Regions from separate parts of the Danio rerio genome. Here region 2 is linked to region 1. Evidence: chromatin contacts called from public HiCAR-type data. All regions are on one chromosome and are shown on one strand. Each heading gives the region's core, a stretch centred on a gene start, on an enhancer-like site or on the middle of the called end of the contact. The rest is flanking DNA. Distances are from core to core; before and after follow the strand shown. Region 1 holds the start of ficd (FIC domain protein adenylyltransferase). Region 2 overlaps wscd2 (WSC domain containing 2).

Region 1 (2,646 bases), core at 75-2,574:
GCCAGGCTGGTGGTGTGAACTACAGGCCTCTGGATGCCCCCCCACATCTGACAGCGCAGAAGGGCAAGACCCTTGAGCGTGGCACAGCATTGCTCCTCGATGCCCACTAAAGGCAGCAGCAGGACAAACACAGACCCCAGCAGGCCAAACAGAATGGGCCCCCAACCCCAGAGCAGAGGACTGCTGCCGGCATAACGCAACACCGCTAGAGCTGCCATCAGTCCAGAGACCCAGAGTCAACATGACACACGTCCCACATTACAGCTGCAAACTCTCCGAAAACCTGGGTCAAATGGAAAAACAGATGCTGGTAAAGTCATGAACTTTTAAATGAATGGGATATTCACCCAAAAATGTAAAATTACTAATTCATAATGTTTATGCTAGGACTGCACCATATTGGAAAATAAACCGACATAGCGATATTTTGTTTTTCTGCAATAAATATTGTGATATGAATATAATTTCAGCAGATTATTTGAATAGTTCAATTTGTTAGTTCCATTTAAGACTTTTTAAGGTCTAAACTTTAGATTTTGAGATTGAAGACATTCAGACCCTGTGGACACCCTGAAGATTGCAGAAAACATGTAACCATTGACTTCCATAGCAGGAAAAACAAATACATTGCAATTCAACAGTTATAGATTTTCAACATACTTCAAACGATCTTCTTTTGTGTTTAACTGATGACAGTACCTCAAACAGGTGTGAAACAAAGCATTTTGGGGGTGAACTATCTTTTTAAACTATTGTCCTCCTACATTCTAATAAGTCAAGTACAGCTTGGGAGTCTATTTAGGGAATAATAGTCAACTCAAAAACATTATATGAACATTGACAATACTCTTTCAGGTTTTTTTTTTCTTTTGTCTGTTCACTTTAGTTTAGTGTCCGCAGATGTCACAATTATAACAGGTTACACAATTTAAAGCAGCTGAACCAGTACTTGAAATGCATTACACGTAATTGAGTGTTAAGCACAAGGTCATTTAATATACTTAAATGACAAACTTTATCAGCAAATCATGCTGTAATCTTAACGTTGCAGGAAAATTTCCTCGACAGCTGAAAGATTAAGATAAATACCGGTTAGTCCATGACTACCAGCTGGTCATGACACAAATCTTACACCTTTACAAAAACACATTAACAAACCTAAAAAAACAGCGGCAAATTCCATCGTTTATAACATAAGAAATAAATCTCCAGTTGTTCAGAGATACCTTACTGGATGTTGAAGTTTTATTCCCAGTTCTGATGAGGGAAAAGATCAGAAAAGATGCCTCTGTCGTTAGCAACGTCAACTTCCGTGAAGCGGATATCACCTACTTCTAAGGTTACGCCTGGTTGGATGGTTTTAGTTAGAATGTGATTAGTGATTGGTCAGAATGTCGCCACACACCCTACAACAGCAACACAGTTTTCAGATCGTAGAACTTCACGATTGGACAAGACAAAAACGCATCTGGATCTGGTATGACATGATGTAATGCTCTCTGATAATCAGTTTGTCAGTGCTTATTTTATAATATATATTTTGATGCAAACAATAATCGTTTAATTAAAGAAATATTATGAGGAAACTGCTCTTTCAAGACGACGGTTTCACAATTTTTTAAAGACCAAAGTACAGAACAATACAAATTCAAAGAAGAAAGAAAGAAAAGAAGAAAAAAAGGTCAGAGGTGTACAAAAAACAAAATATTTACAAAAAATATTTGTAAAAGTATGCATACTAAGGGTAAGGGCCTTGTGGGACTACAGCATGTGGAAGGTTTTAAGTAAAAAAAGACTGTTTTAATGGCATTTTTTAATTAGAGCTTTGCTTTATGCTATGTAATGTTCTAATTATTTTAGTATATCAAGATAAGGGTCTCACAGTGACACAGTTCTGTGTGAGGTTTGCATGTTCTCCCCATGTTTGTGTGGGTTAGGGTGTTCCTGTTTCATATACATATGCTGGATAAGTTGGCGGTTCATTCCAATGTGGCGAGCCCTGATAAATAAGGGACTAAGCCGAAAAGCAAATGAATAAATTAATATCAGGATAAAATATGTTTTTGGTTATTAAATTTGCAATGTAAATATTATCTAAAGATTAATAACATAAGCTTCCTTCATTTTTTTGTTAACATGTTGGTGTTCTAAACAAAAATGTGGCAATAATTTGTAATCTACAAATTTGGAGATTTTCTTTGAGAATTGACAATTCCAAAAAATACAATTTCTGATGTGACAAACAAAATCAAGCTCTGATCTACAGTTTAAGTCAGAATTATTAGCCTCCCCTGTTTATTTTATCCCCAATTTCTGTTTAACGGAGTGAAGATTTTTTTCAACACATTTCTAAACATAATAGTTTTATTAACATATTTCTAATAACTGATTTATTTTATCTTTGCCATGATGGCAGTAAATAATATTTTACTAGATATTTTTCAAGACACTTCTATACAGATTAAAGTGACATTTAAAGGCTTAACTAGGCTAATTAGGTATAGGTAGGTTAGGGTAATTAGGCAAGTTATTATATAACGATGGTTTGTTCTGTAGACTATCTAAAAACAATATAGCTTAAAGGGGCTAAAAATTTTGACCTTAAAATTGTTTTTAAAAAATTAGAAACAAATAAGACTTGCTCCA
Region 2 (2,646 bases), core at 108-2,607, 170 kb after region 1:
ACTGTTCCTTTGGCGAAGCTCCTAAATGGCTTCAGAGCCCTTAAAATAATGTGCATAAGTTATACTGACAGCCTCTAATCTGGCATTGTTTTACATCCTTTGGTCAAAAGGTGAACACTTCTGTTTAGAATTATTGTAATTGTACAGAAATTTAGTTGGGGTTTTTAATCATTTCCTCTGTTGTGATCTATAACAAGAAATGTAATAAGGCTTCCAAAAAACTAAAGGGGAGTAACAGACAACACTTTCCCTTTTGGGAGAACAGTCCATTTAAATTATAAAAAACAACTGAGCTGTTTTTGTAAACATCTAATCATTTAAGGAATGAGGAAAAGAGGAGGTAAATATAGAAATAAGCAAACAAATCAGATGACCATCAGAGGAAGGATATACCTGATAACCCTTTCCCTCTCAGGTTACATTTACACAAGACAATTAAATCAAAAACAGATACAGTATACACATATCCTTATCTTTTCCATTTTTGAAGTTTCACATCCTGTACACACAGGATTGTTGAGGATGAAGGTTTTGGTAAAATCATTTTTTGTAGCCTGTTAACAGTAATAAAAGAAAAAAAGAGTATATTAAGCCCCCCAAAATTGTTAAAATTGTAAAAAAAAAAAAAAAAAGTTTTGAGTTTTTAAGTTGAAATCATCTTGTAAATGAGGCGACACGGTGGCTCAGTGGTTAGCACTGTCGCCTCACAGCAAGAAAGTCATTGGTTCGAGTTCTGGCTCGGTCAGTTGGCATTTCTGTGTGAAGTTTGCACATTCTCCCAATGTTCCCATGAGTTTCCTTCTGGTGCTCTGGTTTTCCCCACAGTCCAAAGACATGCGCTATAGGTGAATTAAATAAACTAAATTGCCCGCAGTATATGTGTGTGAAAAGAGTGTGTATGGGTGTACTGGGTTGCAGCTGGAAGGGGATCCGCTGTGTAAAACATACACAGGATAAGTTGGCGGTTCATTCTATAAAGGAGCTAAGCTGAAGGAAAATGAAAAAATCATCTTGTGAACATACCCTCATTTATTAAAAGGAATACGATTATAGTAATGAGTGATTTGTTTTTCATGTTTGTCAGTTAAGGACCCCATTAGCATGACATCAATAACATATTTATGAGGACTTACAGCGTACTGTAAGTGTATTTGTGCATTGTAATAACAACATGAGTGTTGTGTAGGTGTCATTTTTGTGTTTAAGTCAGGTTTTAACTACTCTGTGGGGACAAAAGCTCATCTTAAAAGAAGAGAATAAAAGTTATTTATAAGTAAAATGACTAGCATTGCTGAGGCCAGCTGTCATTATCCCTTTCAAGAAAAGTTGGCAGATAAATTTGCAATGCCTCCGGGCAGTTCATCAAAGACCTACTTGTATCGAAATGAATGAGGAAATACGTAAATCTCAAAAACTGCTGCCTGAACTTACAGTTAAATGACATCTTTGAAATCTGTAACATTTCAGTTCAAAATATCCCACAGACCATTTATTAGTCTATAGCTGGTCAAATTTCCCCTTTTTATGAGCAAAAACCCTTCATTTCTGTGTAATGAATTGTGGCTTTCAGAAGAGAGCAAAGGTCTATTCTGAAAAAAAAAACAAAACAATGAAACATTTGGTAACACTTTATTTTGATGGTTCATTTGAGTATTAGAAGACTCTGCCTAACATCTGTTGATACTGCTCCTTCAACAGACATTCAACTGACTATAAGAAACTTGTCAAGTACATGTCAAATTACACTAACCCTAACTCCAACATATCAGTCTACTTATAATCTTATGAAAATTAGTTGAAATGTAACTTAACTTCAACAAACGGACCATCAAAATAAAGTGTGATCAAACTTTTTTTTTTTTTAATGAGATCTCATTCAGACAAAATGTCATTTATGACCAGTTTAAGCCTTTCACAGTTTAACTCAAATATTTAATATTATAAGTGTCTTTATTTTTCCCTGATTTTCAATAAAAAGCTGAATGTCCATGACATCTATGATATATATATATATAATATACAAACAACAGTTTCTAGTTTCTGTCTGGTTCTCGAATTTGATTGGCTGATAGCCATGCAATATTCTGCAATAACAGCACTCATAAGACCTCCTCATCCTTTTTACTCCAGAGTGACAGCAGATCAATAAATTCACTACAGTTTGACAAATATTGCAGCTGTTGGACAACATTATGTACTTTTGAGGCTTTTTAGGCAAGAATATAGTTTTTTACATTGCAACTATGCAGTTTATTTATAAGGAGAGTGCCTATTTATAAATTTATGATTTTGAGATTCGGCGCATCAGCATCCATCAGCCTGTCATACTGAGCAGAGCAAAGACAGTTGACATTCTTCCACAAGATGGCGACAGAGGCCATATATTAGGAGTCCTTAGAGGAGAAAAATCTAGCGTAACTGATCAAATTATTATAAAAAAGGTAAGAGACTTTCAATGAAAATGAAAATGAAAGTCAACCTCTCTCTTTTGTATGTTGCAGTTCTGTATTTATACCATAGTCTATTAGTGTTTGCTTTGCTTTGGCTTTTTCGGAGTTAATTATTTTAATATTCTGATTGCAACTGAGACATAATCGGAAATCTCTGTAGACTGATGGTATTTCATGTCGTTCAGCCTTATAATCT

What was found. HiCAR-type assays count read pairs that join an accessible place to other places.
Region 2: a contact with region 1 is called in a HiCAR-type map of caudal fin, with 12 times the contacts expected there. The contact joins the enhancer-like site here to the promoter of ficd in region 1. A contact is called at or near these places in 6 of 18 Hi-C or Micro-C datasets (caudal fin, embryo, hematopoietic stem cells and 2 more) and 2 of 4 datasets of contacts at active chromatin or transcription factors (caudal fin and embryo).

The regions. Positions count from the first base shown.
Region 1 is chr5:21,218,340-21,220,985 of GRCz12tu, forward strand. It overlaps ficd (FIC domain protein adenylyltransferase), which reads right to left and starts at 1,325. Exons shown (of 3, transcript NM_001017794.2): 1 at 1,232-1,325; 2 at 1-283. The coding sequence starts at 218.
Region 2 is chr5:21,386,159-21,388,804 of GRCz12tu, forward strand. All of the region lies in intron 2 of wscd2 (WSC domain containing 2), which reads right to left. Among named protein-coding and RNA genes, the nearest start is that of wscd2, 20 kb to the right of the region's middle. Within about 2 kb of position 1,358, at least 4 of the 62 cell types and tissues checked have an H3K27ac peak or open chromatin away from gene starts, as enhancers often do. A contact at or near this core is called in caudal fin and skeletal muscle, where this site is marked.